Linked DNA regions of Mus musculus: all the other regions are linked to region 1. A link is a contact called in public promoter capture Hi-C data. All regions are on one chromosome and are shown on one strand. The core of a region is the stretch at or near the end of the contact, and the rest is flanking DNA. Distances in the headings are between cores, read along the strand shown. Region 1 holds the start of Pcsk7 (proprotein convertase subtilisin/kexin type 7). Region 2 holds the start of Ccdc84 (coiled-coil domain containing 84). Region 3 holds the start of Ddx6 (DEAD (Asp-Glu-Ala-Asp) box polypeptide 6). Region 4 holds the start of Arcn1 (archain 1). Region 5 holds the start of Kmt2a (lysine (K)-specific methyltransferase 2A).

What was found. Promoter capture Hi-C pulls out the DNA fragments that hold promoters and counts their contacts.
Region 2: a contact with region 1 is called in a promoter capture Hi-C map of pre-B cells, with 5 times the contacts expected there. The contact joins the promoter of Ccdc84 here to the promoter of Pcsk7 in region 1. A contact is called at or near these places in 5 of 39 promoter capture datasets (the HPC-7 cell line, fetal liver, hippocampal neurons and 2 more).
Region 3: a contact with region 1 is called in a promoter capture Hi-C map of erythroid cells, with 5 times the contacts expected there. The contact joins the promoter of Ddx6 here to the promoter of Pcsk7 in region 1. A contact is called at or near these places in 2 of 39 promoter capture datasets (erythroid cells and pre-B cells) and 1 of 484 Hi-C or Micro-C datasets (embryonic stem cells).
Region 4: a promoter capture Hi-C map of pre-B cells shows a contact between it and region 1, with 4 times the contacts expected there. The contact joins the promoter of Arcn1 here to the promoter of Pcsk7 in region 1. A contact is called at or near these places in 9 of 39 promoter capture datasets (the C10 cell line, cranial neural crest, hippocampal neurons and 5 more), 1 of 484 Hi-C or Micro-C datasets (pre-B cells) and 3 of 115 datasets of contacts at active chromatin or transcription factors (astrocytes, embryonic stem cells and large pre-B cells).
Region 5: a promoter capture Hi-C map of pre-B cells shows a contact between it and region 1, with 3 times the contacts expected there. The contact joins the promoter of Kmt2a here to the promoter of Pcsk7 in region 1. A contact is called at or near these places in 4 of 39 promoter capture datasets (cranial neural crest, hippocampal neurons, pre-B cells and 1 more), 1 of 484 Hi-C or Micro-C datasets (embryonic stem cells), 3 of 115 datasets of contacts at active chromatin or transcription factors (astrocytes, large pre-B cells and neural tube) and 2 of 9 other capture datasets (adipose tissue and embryonic stem cells).

The regions. Positions count from the first base shown.
Region 1 is chr9:45,905,297-45,907,854 of GRCm38.p6, reverse strand. It overlaps Pcsk7 (proprotein convertase subtilisin/kexin type 7), which reads right to left and starts at 1,286. Exons shown (of 17, transcript NM_008794.2): 1 at 816-1,286. Rnf214 (ring finger protein 214) reads left to right here and starts at 944. Exons shown (of 14, transcript NM_178709.5): 1 at 944-1,503.
Region 2 is chr9:44,416,786-44,419,343 of GRCm38.p6, reverse strand. Ccdc84 (coiled-coil domain containing 84) reads left to right here and starts at 1,275. Exons shown (of 11, transcript NM_201372.4): 1 at 1,275-1,475; 2 at 1,548-1,711; 3 at 2,135-2,233. The coding sequence starts at 1,356.
Region 3 is chr9:44,603,611-44,606,168 of GRCm38.p6, reverse strand. Ddx6 (DEAD (Asp-Glu-Ala-Asp) box polypeptide 6) reads right to left here and starts at 1,277. Exons shown (of 14, transcript NM_181324.3): 1 at 1,217-1,277.
Region 4 is chr9:44,766,528-44,769,085 of GRCm38.p6, reverse strand. Arcn1 (archain 1) reads left to right here and starts at 1,278. Exons shown (of 10, transcript NM_145985.4): 1 at 1,278-1,416. The coding sequence starts at 1,414.
Region 5 is chr9:44,880,005-44,882,562 of GRCm38.p6, reverse strand. It overlaps Kmt2a (lysine (K)-specific methyltransferase 2A), which reads left to right and starts at 1,274. Exons shown (of 36, transcript NM_001357549.2): 1 at 1,274-1,714. The coding sequence starts at 1,289. It overlaps Gm39326 (a long non-coding RNA gene), which reads right to left. Exons shown (of 4, transcript XR_870694.3): 2 at 1-2,558.

The DNA of each region.
Region 1 (2,558 bases), core at 37-2,536:
CCGCTTCCAGAGTGCTGGGATAACAAAGGTGTGTGCCACCAACATCCGGCTTAAACAAGCTTTCTTTATATAATAAAGGTTGGCTGAGAACTCTTGCTTCCACCCCTTTACTGCTGTTATTATAGGTGTGGGCCACCATGTCCTTAAGTTCCATGGCATATTTCCTATTACATTCTTCCTGCCCCTGGGGCTGCTTCAATTTGGCCCAAGATACCCAGGTGTCTTCCCTAGTCTGCATATAAGTAAATCCAAAGTCTGGTTTGATAGCAGCCATCCACTCAGGCAGGCTCCTACAATCTCTGTAGGTTCCAACAGAGATTTCTGGAAGAGAAACCGAGTTTTGTTTTTGTTTTGTTTTGTTTGTTTGTTTGTTTTTTTCTCCCTGTGGTCCAGAGGCACAGCAGCACTTATTCTCAGACCTCTGAGCAAGAAATCTTAAGCACTTTCTGAAAATAGACTCCCATCACCCTCAACTAAGGTAGACGGGCACCTTTCCTGCTCAAGATTCTGCTCTTAAACCACCGTCCTTCAAGCCCCGCCTCCCCACTCACAGGAACCAGGGTCTGTACAGAGTGAGTTTTCTGATGCCCCCACTCCCACGCGGACTCAGCTGCTCCGTGCAATGTGCCTCTCTCTCCTTAGGACCGATGCTGTCCGGAACCTACGACCCGGAGACCCGGTCCCTCTGGGGTCGCCCACGCCAGGACCCAAGGTGCCCTCAGCGAAGGACCTCCTCCGCAGACGCCGACCAGCCCCGGTCCATGGTCCCCCGTATATCCGAGGTCCAGCCTCCACTACATTTCTTCCCGACTCACCCACAGCCTCTGTTGCTACTGTCGCTGCTGCTGCTGCCGCCGCAGCCCCCACCCTACGGAAACTCTCGGCTTCCCCGGAGCCGGAGGCGCCACTGACAGCGACATCACTTCCGCCCGGCGCCGCAGCCAATCAGCGGCTGGGCCTGCGGCCTCTTGACCAGCGGGCCGAGCTCCGGGCGCTCCGCCGACAGCTTCTGTCACAGGCCCGTGAGGGCTGTGGGAGTTCCGGCGCCTCGAATCCTCGTGTCCTCCGCCACAGGACCCCCTCCGCCACAGGGCCCTCGTCCTTCATGGCGTCCTCTGTAAGGACCATCCCGGTTCCGACCTCTAAACACCCCTCGCGGCTCTTCTCCGTCGGACTGCCATAGCCTTGACTCTTCCCCATAAACTCCTCAGAGAGGCTCTCGCCTCCATCCGGCCGCCGTCTCTCTGGCCCGCGTGTCCCTCGGGCTCCGCTTGGGTCTCAGGGCTGGTCCCCTCAGCGGCTCCGTTGTCCGGTCGCTGTCCGCGCCTGCCGCCAGAGGGCGCCGTCGGTGGCGGCCGCTCACCCCGCGGGTTCCGCTCCTCTCGCCGCCCCGGCCTCGCCCCCTTGCGCTCGCGCCGCCGGAAGTGGGAGGTGCCGCGCGCGGGCCAGCGCTCGACCCCTCCCCCAGGCTTGGCCGCCCCCTCCCCCGCTCCGCCCGCTCAGGTGCGTCCCTTCCCTCCCCCCCGCTTGGCTCCCCGGGGGCGCGGCGCGGGAGGTGTGTGCGGGGCGGCGCGCGCGGGTCGGGACGGCGGGACTAGGGGGGCGCGGCGGAGGAGGAGGGGGCGGCGGGGAGGGGGCGGCGGGGACAGGGGCGGGAGCCCGGCCTGGGAGTGGGACGGGAGCTGGCGGCCGGTGAGGACGGAGGGGAAGGGGTGGAGGTGGCGCTGGCCAGTGCCAAGGGCCAGCGTAGCGGCAGCTCCCTGTGAAGAGTGGCGGTGACCACCCGGCGCAGCTTCCCCCCATTGTCCCCTTCTGCGTCGCCGCCTGACTGGTGACCATCACTGCCTTGCGGGATTCCCTTGGGCACACTGGGCTCTTGAGCCAGATGTGCGACCCCACCCCCCATCCCTCTCGTTTGGGGCTCTAGCTGCGGAGTTTCACGTATGACCCTTGCCCTAAGGTTTTCGTTTACTGGGCATCGGTGACCCAGACCTTGTTCCCTGTTGGAGGCAATGATCTCGACCCTATTGTAGGCAGACTGATTGCATCCGAGATGCAATAATGGCGTTTCAGGGCCCATTTTCACCTAGGAGCTTTTTATTATGAGAGGAAACTGAGGCACTGAGCTGTGACTATTGATTCAGCCCGACTCGGTATCTGCTCTTGTGCATTCTTCTGGGTTCAGAGATATTCTATTCATGGGATGCTGTCAAAATAAAAGCAGGAATGGGAACTAATCCTACTTTTACCACCTAGTTTTTCTTGTTACCATAGAAGGCCGAGTTTATTTTGCAGCAAAAAAGATGCTCTTAAAAATAAAAATGTAAAAAACCGTCTTCTTGGGTTCCCTTACTTGAGTTACCATGTTTTTCAACATCTCCCTTTTCTCCTGGAGTAACTGAGTAGTAGCCTGTGACTCAATGGTAACTTGTTAGTGGGGCGTTGGCAGATACCAGACATTCCCATCTGTAGGAAAGGAATACTGTCAGGCTAAAAGACACCCCACAGAGATGGTCCGGGGTGACTTGTTCTTGGAAACACCTCACATAAACCCTATC
Region 2 (2,558 bases), core at 26-2,525, 1.5 Mb after region 1:
GCAAAAAGCAGCAAGGAACCACATACGAGGCAAGCATAATATAGAATGGGATTGGCGGGGCACTTTCCAGGGTAGTTTTTGATTGGTGGGATTTTATGGTCTGATCTTGGGCAAACTCCTGGATTGGTGGAATTTTGTGACCTGCTCTAGGAGCAAGCTCAGTGATTGGTGGAATTCTGTGGCATGTTTTTAGGGTAAACTCAGTGATTGGTGGAATTCTATAGTCTGATTTTTTTGGGACAAACTCAGGGATTGGTAGGATTTTGAAGCCTAATACAGGATTTTTTTTTCCTTCCTGCCGGGTGGGGCTTGACTACCTGTATATGCAGGCGCTGGAAACCTGGCCACTCAAGGAACTTAATTGTAAAGATGCTGGGTTTTGTTTCACACAAGCCAAGTTCAGGTGGGAAATGAGCATTTGGTAGAGGAGACTGGCAGGAAAATACTATCAAGTAAGCTTAATTGCAGAGACCTTGGGAGCAGACTGCTTTGAGCAACTTTGGAACAAATGGGGAAAAACATATTGGGTCTGACCTGGGCGGCGTATGACATTATTCTTGTAATGGCGATAGAGCATGATTCACTGTAACCATTCAAGTTTTCAGAATTAGATTTCCCAGCCAATGCTCGGAGAAATGACTTACAGAGAATATTCTTGTGCAGAACACCTTTGAAAATTAAGAATATCACAGTCTGCCGGGCAGTGGTGGCACACGCCTTTAACCCCAGCACTTGGGAGGCAGAGCCAGGCGGATTTCTGATTTCGAGGCCAGACTGGTCTACAAAGTGAGCTCCAGGACCCTTCCTCGAAAAACCAAAAAAAAAAAAAGAATATCACAGTGACTTAGACCCCTGCAGGTCTCAGGGAAGCTGGAGGGGCTGCTTAATACACCTCTCTAGCTTTCCTCAGAGGTCCTCATTTCTTCAGGAGTAGATTTTTTTTTTCCCATGTGTAAAATGCCAATAATCTCACACCACAAAGCATCGACGTGAGGATTCGGTGAGGTCATTAGCACAAAGCACGGGGTCACAGTGTGCGCCCTGAAATTACCAGTTCTGCGTTGTTACGCTAAACTGGGTCTTTGTCAACGCCTGAAAGTGTGCGATCTGAGGTCCTAACTGGCGTGCATTCTTTCTCGTTCTTTCACAAGCTGCCGGGTTTTCTGCGGGTGCGTGGGAGGTGGGGGCCCGGAGTGAATATTCCGCGCAGCCGCAGAACGGATTGCAATAGCGCCTACTGCCTCTAGGGGAACCGGGAGCTCCTAGGTCGCCCCGCCCCGTCCGGCCCGGAAGGGTCAGGGGTCAGTGGGTGGTGACGAGCCGCCGCTGTGTGGGTGTTCCCGGGTCCTGGGTCTATGGCGCCACCGCAGCGATGTCCTCTGTGTCGGCAAACTTTCTTCTGTGGTCGCGGTCACGTCTACAGCCACAAGCACCAGCGGCAGTTGAAGGGGGCTCTGGAGCGGCTTCTACCGCAGGTGCGGACCCGGGGCTGGGGAGGCCAGGAATGTGGGCTGGTTTCAGGGTCCTAGCTGGCTTCTGTCCTGCAGGTGGAGGCCGCCCGCCGGGCCGTCCGCGCCGCCCAGGTGGAGCGCTATGTCCCCGAGCACGATCGGTGCTGTTGGTGCCCGTGCTGTGGCTGCGAAGTGCGAAAACACCTGAGCCATGGCAACCTGACAGTGCTACACGGGGGTCTGCTGGAACATCTGGCCAGGTGACAACTGGAAAACACCCACCTCCCCCGTACAGACAGAGAGTTGTACACACGTGTGGCATGGGAAGTTGAAATTGGGGAGAAGGAAGGTCGACTTTGTGACTTAGTTGGGTTATGGACTGAACTACCTGGCCAACCGTGGAGTTTAGTGGATCTTAGCCCTTCCACGGTCCCAGTGGTGTGGGTGATCTTTCTAGAAAAGCCAGGTTGCTCTCCTCTCACCACCACCACACACTTTATTGGAAGAAAGGAGTCCCAAGATAGAGGTCTTGAAGAGGTTGGTATAAACAATCCTCTTCTCTCTGCCAAGCCCACAGAAGCAACCCAATGGCCAATCTGCATTACTTACCTAGTGCTCTGACATTCGGTACAGTTTTACTCTCTTAATGACTAGCTACGATTACTCTTTCTCTCCATTCTCAGCCCAGAGCACAAGAAAGCCACCAACAAATTCTGGTGGGAGAACAAGGCCAATGCCCAGATGAAAGAGAAGTTTCTGATCTCCCCCCAGGATTATGCACGGTGAGTTACGTGTTCGTGAGTTATCCAGGTCTTTGTCAGGCACAAGAGCTTCTTTTTTTTTTTTTTAAAGTGGTTTTTTTTATGCCATTCTTTTTTTTTTTTTTTTTTTTTTTTAGATTTATTTATTTATTTATTTATTATATGTAAGTACACTGTAGCTGTCTTCAGACACTCCAGAAGAGGGAGTCAGATCTCGTTACGGATGGTTGTGAGCCAACATGTGGTTGCTGGGATTTGAACTCCGGACCTTCGGAAGAGCAGTCGGGTGAGCCATCTCACCAGCCCCACGAGAGCTTCTTTAAATTGGGGAGTTCTGAGGGAGTGT
Region 3 (2,558 bases), core at 28-2,527, 1.3 Mb after region 1:
AAATTGTTTATTTGTTATCTCAATAGGTATTTTCTGTATTGACAGCATACGATCAACAGTATCAGGTCCGTCAAACAGGAAGGCTTACTGTTTGTACAGCACTAAGAGGATGAAGGGGGCAACCTCTGAATCCTAACCGACACCATCAGTACTGTCAATCAAGCACAGTAAAACCTCCTAGCGCCTTAAACCCAGAGACTTCGATAACTGCTCCCTCCAGAAACGGATACCTGCACTGCAGCTTTATGGCTCAGTGGGAAATTTTTCGTCCTACCCCTTCCCAATTTAGATTTGCAAGTTATATTCCTAAAACAAAACCACGAAGGAACATAAGACTTAGTTGGGAGGAGCCCCTGGCAGAGTTAATTACAGCAGGGCCCAGACCGTGGTTAGCAATTGACAGTTTTCACACCTAAAACAGTCCCATAAGCTCCAACAAGGGCTTTTGTTTGCAAATACAGGGCGATTTCTATACGCCTCAACAGGAAGTAGGAGTGATTGGGGTTCTTACGAAGGTAAAGGGGGGCTATGGCGAAGGGAAAACCCTAAGCCAAGAATCGGAGTCCGGTAACCGTAAGGCAATAATTCCTCGCCCCCTCCCCCAACTTCCCTCGCTTCAAACCCAGCTCCCTCGGATCAAAAAGCAAAAGGGTTTCTGCCCTGCAATCCTATCTGCGCCACAAGAGCCGGAACCAGCTCTGCGAGTGGGAAACAATAGGGACTCCCCCCCCTCAGAAGGCCCGGAAGAGAACCCCGAAACTGGACCGCCTCTCCTCCCCTCTTACGCCGCCGAGTCTCCCCCAAACCCTCTGTCCCCACCAACCTGCAAGGCCTACTTGCAAGCGAGCAGCCGCGGCTCCTCTCCCAGCCGAGTCCCCGGCCAGCACAGCCCTGCCACCCCCCGCAGGGCTGCCCTGCCTCGCACTCCCAACCTCACTCGGGTGTCCCGGCCGGTGTTCCGTCCCCGCTCCCGTCTACCGCACCGCTCGTCCAGAGCTCCCCGCCGCTCCTCCTCCATACCCCGCACACGCCACATTCCTCGGTTCCACTCCTCTCCGCCGCCCCCGCTCTTCTCAGCGGCCACCCGCCCGTCCTCCCGGGCCAGGCCTGGGCCTCGGGCTTCTGCCCGAAGGGGGCTCCCTGATACCCTCAGGATCCTGCCGACCCCGACCACGCCGCCTCACCCCACGCCCCGCGGCTCGGGCCCGAGTCCTACCACCGAGGCCACTCCCGCTCCGCACCCTCGGTCCTTTATTGTTGACTCGAAGCTCCCAAAATGGCGGCGGCTCCTTCCTCCTCGGAAACCTCCGCCCGCCCCCACCCGGCCCCTCGCCGCGACGCCCGCCGCCCCGCCCCGCCCCCGCCGCGACGCTCGCTGCCCGCGCAGCTCGCCGCCGCCGCCGCCGCCGCCACCCCGCACTACCTCGGCCGGCGCCCGCTGTGCCGGCGCCCCCGATGTCGCCGCCGCCGGGCTGAGCTGACTCTGCTGCTCTGCCCCCTCCCTCGCCCGCCGCCGTCGCCTCCCTCCCTCCTTCCCAGCCGCTCCGCATGGCGGCGGCCGCGGCTCCTCCTCCTCCACACAAGATGGCGAGAGCTCGGCCGCTGCAGCTGCAGCCGCCGCGGCGTCACGGCTTCCTGGGCGCGGCGGGCGAGGGTCGGGAGAGACCGGCCTTTGACGGGGCCGAGCTCAGGGAAACACGGGGTTGCTTTCGGGACGGAGGGACGGACGGATGGACGGACGGGCGAGAGGGCTTGCCTGCAGAGCTGACGAGACCGCTGGGGAAATGAATGGCGGTGGCCGAGGACTGTCGCCCTTGCCTTCGTTCGTCCCTTCGGAGCTGGGCTGACGGGTCCCGGGCCGGAGGGGACGTCTGCTGACTGCTGACCTCGGACACACTCGGAGGGCAGCCTGCGCGGGTCCGGAAGCTGAGCTGGGATGGCCGGGAGGACGCTGCGAGGCCAGGGCGTGCAGAAAAGTGGGGCCTTTGGGGCCGATGCTGTCTGAGAGGGAGCGGGAAGGGGCACCGGGGGAAGCAGTGAGCCGGGAGCGCGCCCTCGGTCGTGGGCTATCAAACCCGGAGTGCAGGCGAGGTGACCCTTTGCTCCTGCCCGCAGTGGCACTCTTCTAGAAAGAAGGGCGGATCGCCTCTACCAGTGAGGGCTCGCTGTGCAAATGGGAGACCCGTAGATTCTCCTGCCTGACCCTTACTGCAGATATTTGTGCGTTTGTTTCTATGATTCTCGGATCCTGATGTCTTATCCTTAACCTAGAAAGTCGTCTTGTTCCAAGCAAAACAAACTTTTTTGTTTGTTAAGTAAAAATCGAGCTGGGCCGGAGAAAGTTAAAAACTCGCGTCTTACGCTGCTGGAGGGCTGGAAATACTGACAGTGGTTAAACCCTTTGGGACAGTGCGATTCCTTACTAAACACCGACGTTAGGGAATCCTGGACAGTCAGTACTTAGTCACTGACTTGCAGCTTCCATATTTTTACCGCTGCTTCCAACTTGAGACCAATCAGAGAAAGCCAAATATGCTCTCTAAACCAATGACTCCCTG
Region 4 (2,558 bases), core at 29-2,528, 1.1 Mb after region 1:
CTTTTCTTTCTTTTTTGAGGCAGGAGAAAACCAAATCTGCAAGAGCAATATAGGATTTTAACTGCTGAGCTATCTCTCAGGACCCTAAAACAAACAAACAAACAAACAAACAAAAAACCCCAGCCCTTTGAAGTATACAGTTCAGGACTGGAGAGGGGGTTCAGCAGTCAAGAGTATCCGTTGCTGTTTCAAAAAGCCCCAGTTCGATTCCCAGCACCCATATCAGGCAGCGCCTGCATTCGCAGGCACATGTCTGAACACACATAGGATTTAAAAATAAAATAATTACATATTGAAGATAAACCGTACAGTTCAGTGGCTTTCAGGATATCTGCCTCTGGGTAATTCCATGGCACTTACATTCCAAACATAATGCACTAGCCGCTATGTCCTAGTCTTCTGGAACTCCGATAAATCACTTATAAGCTTTCTAATTTCACAGATATCCCTGGTTTAGTCATTGCAAACAAATAGTGGCCTTTGCATCTGTTTCTTTACACCTGTTTTCAAGGCTAATCTATGTTGTATGTGTCAGTATTTTATTAGTGCTTTGCTTCTCAAGACAGGGTTTCTCTGTGTAGCTCTCTCTGGCTATCCCAGACTTGTTTTGTAGACCAGGCTGGCTTCAAATTTACAGAGATCGTCCTGCCCCTGGCTCCCGAGTACTGGGATTAAAGGCGTGTGCCCGGCTGGACAATTTTTGGTCTTCCTCCTCAGTTTCCTAATTTACCTGGAATTGATTACAGGTGAGGGGACACCATGCCGGCTTTATTACGGGAGTTCTAGACGTTATGTATTCAGGATACTAGTTCCTCATGGTCACAGATTATTTTATATATTCCATTGAGTGTTTTTACGAACTTTAAGAAGCAGCACCAAGGGCTGGTGAGATGGCTCAGTGGGTAAGAGCACCCGACTGCTCTTCCGAAGGTCCGGAGTTCAAATCCCAGCAACCACATGGTGGCTCACAACCATCCGTAACGAGATCTGACTCCCTCTTCTGGAGTGTCTGAAGACAGCTACAGTGTACTTACATATAATAATAAATAAATCTTTAAAAAAAAAAAAAAAAAAAAAAAAAAAAGAAGCAGCACCAAATAAACGCAGGCGAAGAGAAAGAAAGGACAGAGGAATGACGCTCCACAATTCTAGCCAAACCTGCAAATCCTGGGCTAACAGGGGTCTGAGTTTCCTGGCTTCGGAGCTTACTGGCCCCGCCCCCCGCCCTTTGACCCGCGCCGTTTCCGGTTGGAGACGTGGCTTGGGGCCGCCATCTTGGCAAGAGGCGAAGCGGCGGAGGCTCCTGTCAGGGGCGGCAGGTCCGGAGCGGCCAGAGCTCCGCGTCTCTGGGCAGCAGCCCGAGTCCCCGCAGAGCCAGAGCGCGGCGCAGCGCGCCCCACCTGCGGCCTCACCATGGTAAGCGCCGAGCCGGGTTCCCTCGCCACGTCCTCGCCGGCTGGGCCGGGACCGCAGGAGCCGCGCCCGGAGCCCTGCTGTCGGCCCAGGCTTGGCACGGCCTCCCGGAGTCCTAGAGCGAAAGCTGCCGCGCCCACCTAGCCTCCGCCGGCAGCGCCGCCACGTCCGCCCGCCCGCCACTCGGGCTGGTGGTTGTCGCGCGGGTCTTCCGTCCTCAGGTCCCGCCGGTTCCCTGCGAGCTCCGGAACCGCAGGGCTGGAGGCTGGGCCTGTCCGCCGCTTTTCGTCCTCTTGTCACCACGCCTCAAAGCTTTTCTTCTCCCTCCTCCACCTCTTAATTGAAAGGGGGAAGTAGAGGCAGTGCGGAAATGGTAACTTCGGGCGCCCGTTTGAGGGACCCCGGTGTCCCCGTAGCTACCCTGTGCTAGGGTAGCGCGTACGTGTCTTTGGCAGCGAGGCTGGTGCAGAGTGTATATAGAACGTAGAGAAACGGAGTGACAGCACAGGGTTTCTGTCTTTAAGGGACCGACCGTTTTGGTGGAGTGACAGGAGTGTGGCTTACTGTAATCACAGCTGTTATGTGGAATAGGAGAGGTGGGCTGTGCTTGGGGACTCTGATGCCAGCGGAGCTTATTTCTCTATGAACTCATCTGTTACCAAGATAGGAGAGGTTATTTGTAGGTGAGGGTAGGAGAAAGCAGAATTAACTCCACCAGATCCTCCTTAATCGACTGAAATCTGAATATTCGGGAATAAGAGGAGATCCTTAGATCTAGTAACTTTTGAAGAATTTTTAAAGGTGCTTTGAAAGCATACCTAAGTAACATGACTGACTCTCTTGGTACTTGTCCTATTAAGTTCTACTAACAACTCTTTTGATAAGAATTTGGTTAGAGGAGAAATTCATGTTTGGTCTTTAAACCACAGAAAGTTTCTTTTCCAGCCTCAGGTGTATAAAATTTACATCAAGTAGGCTTGCCTCCCAAAATTTGGTATTAGACATAAAATTTCCAAAACCTCATATACCGACCCTGAGCCCCAATTCCATGAGTTGATGTTGTTGTTGTTATTGTGTATGTTTTTTCTTTTATATTTTAAGATGTTTTTATTTTATGTATATGAAGTTGTGTGTCTGTGCAATAC
Region 5 (2,558 bases), core at 25-2,524, 1.0 Mb after region 1:
AATCTCTCCCTCCCTCCTTGGCTTTTCCATCCCCGCAGGCTTCTAACGCCTCGCTGGAGGCGCCGTCTCCCATTTCCTGCAATAAAGTAAATCCCGTGGATATTCACCCCACCATCAACCCCCGGCACTGCCCTACCCCTCTTCCCTCCCTCTCGGCTTGCTAACCCTGTGTATCATAATGCCCTACGCCGGGCTTCAAACCCCCCCCCTCCCAATCATGAGAAATGTGCTGGCGAGCCCCCTCCCTCCGTGTGCATACATTAGGGTCTGCTTTGCATGCAGCGGCAGGCTGGAAGCGGAGGAAGAAGGGGCGGGGCGCCTTTGCCCGCCTCTTCCCTCCAGGCCCTGTCCGTTAGCCACCCAGTTTCAGCTCCGTTGTAACGCCAGGTCGTTTGCGGAGCGCACGCTGTGGCTCCAACGCCTGGACTGGGAAAACACACCCCAACTCCGGAGAAGGGCACGGAAACCAGAAGCCCCTCACCTCCCTCCAGCGCACAGTGGAGCGAGGAGGTGGCAGAGGCCGACCACACGGTTGTGTGGATTTTGGAAAGAGCTCCAAGCGTGAAGATGGGAGGGGCTCCTCTTTTATTGGATTTTATTTTTTTAAGGCGCGTTCGCCGAGAGCCTTGCCATTTTGCATAGAATCAATTGGGCGACGCTTGGGTTTTGCATGGAGTACAATGGAGCTTTCTGGATTCTAGAAGCGTTCCATAAGGGCTAAGCCCGCCGCTCTCCAAAGCGGCGGAGAAGGCTCGCTCCTCCGGGGACCCAGCAGCCGCGCCGCACTGGAAGCGGTTCTCCTGGGCCGCTCAAGTCCCTGCGCGTCCCGGGAACGTGTGTAATCGGCTTCTCGGCTCTCTCGGCTGCGGGCCACCCGCTCCCTCCGCCTCCATCCTCCCGCCGCCCTCGCCCCCTCCCCCCTCTCCCCGGAACCCGCCTCCGCTCCGGGCTCCAGGGCTTCCTTCCCCCCCTCATCTTCCCTGGCGCTGCCGCTCCCGGAGGGCGGGGCATGCACTTATCCAGGTTGCCGGGCGGGAGGAGCCGGGCCCGGGGCTCGGCATAGAGCAGCGGCCTCCGGGCGGCGGAGGCGGAGGCCAGAGGCTCATATGCAGATTGCAGGGCAGGCGGGCGCCACCCGGCGCTCGGCATAGCGGGCCGCGGGGTACGGCCATCTGGGCGGCGCCAGGCGGGTTAGGCAGGTTCCGGGGCCCGCCGCTCCCCCCCCTCCGCCTCCCCGCCCCCCTGTGTTGTCGCCTCTCCCTCTCGCTGCTTCACTTACGGGGCGAACATGGCGCACAGCTGTCGGTGGCGCTTCCCCGCCCGACCCGGGACCACCGGGGGCGGCGGCGGCGGGGGGCGCCGGGGCCTAGGGGGCGCCCCGCGGCAACGCGTCCCGGCCTTGCTGCTTCCCCCCGGGCCCCAGGCCGGCGGTGGCGGCCCCGGGGCGCCCCCCTCCCCCCCGGCGGTGGCGGCGGCGGCGGCGGGAAGCAGCGGGGCTGGGGTTCCAGGGGGAGCGGCCGCCGCCTCAGCAGCCTCTTCGTCGTCCGCCTCGTCTTCGTCTTCGTCATCGTCCTCAGCCTCCTCAGGGCCGGCCCTGCTCCGGGTGGGCCCGGGCTTCGACGCGGCGCTGCAGGTCTCGGCCGCCATCGGCACCAACCTGCGCCGGTTCCGGGCAGTGTTTGGGGAGAGCGGCGGGGGAGGCGGCAGCGGAGAGGTAAGGGGGCGAGGAACCCCAAGGTCCGGGGTCTCGACCCTCTGAAGAACCCCTCCCCTCCCCCATGCAGGTCTGAGGAGCATCCCAATTCTGGAAACATCCTGGGGTCCCTAACGTGGGGCAAATGGCCCTCCCATCTCAGGACCCCCGTTATGGGCTGCAGACCCCCAGGCGCCCTTACCCGAGGGCTCAGACCCTTCTAGTTGAGGGCCTTTAGCCCCCGTCCCGCCTTCTTCCCCTGGACCCTTCCCCAAATCCCTTGGCACAGACCCCCTTGCGGGGGTTTCCCATCCCGGGACTGAACCCCTCCTCCCTTTCACAGATTACCTCATCCGAGCCAGATTCCTCCCTCCCTCTGCCAGAGACCTGATCCCGCCACATCTCCGCCTCCTTCCCTGGGCAGATGTGTTACTCCTAGGGCAGTCTTCCCCCTTGGACATCTCTCGGGTGGTGGCTTCATCCAGAGCCAGGTTCTTATCCTGGCCCTTGGGAAATCCAGGTCCCTTCCTGCACCTTGCTTCTGAAAACCTGACCAACCCTCCCTCCCTCCCCAGCCAGGTCTTCACCTTGCCAGTCACTCCCCCTTGTCTCACCTCTACCACCAGCCCACTCCCACCTCCTGCACACCAGGCCTCCTCGTTCCGCCCTACCCCTCGGGGAAAGCTTTCTCTCTACCTTGTCGTTCTCATCTCTCCTGCGAAGATAACAGTGCTCTCCCCAGCGTTGTCTCTTTCCTCATCTTCCAGGGCTACGTTTCCTAGGCTGCTGGTGTCAGGGATTTACCTCCAACTCCACCCCTTTCCCTCCTTTAGAGGAAGGACCAGAGGTGTGTTCGAGGGAAAAT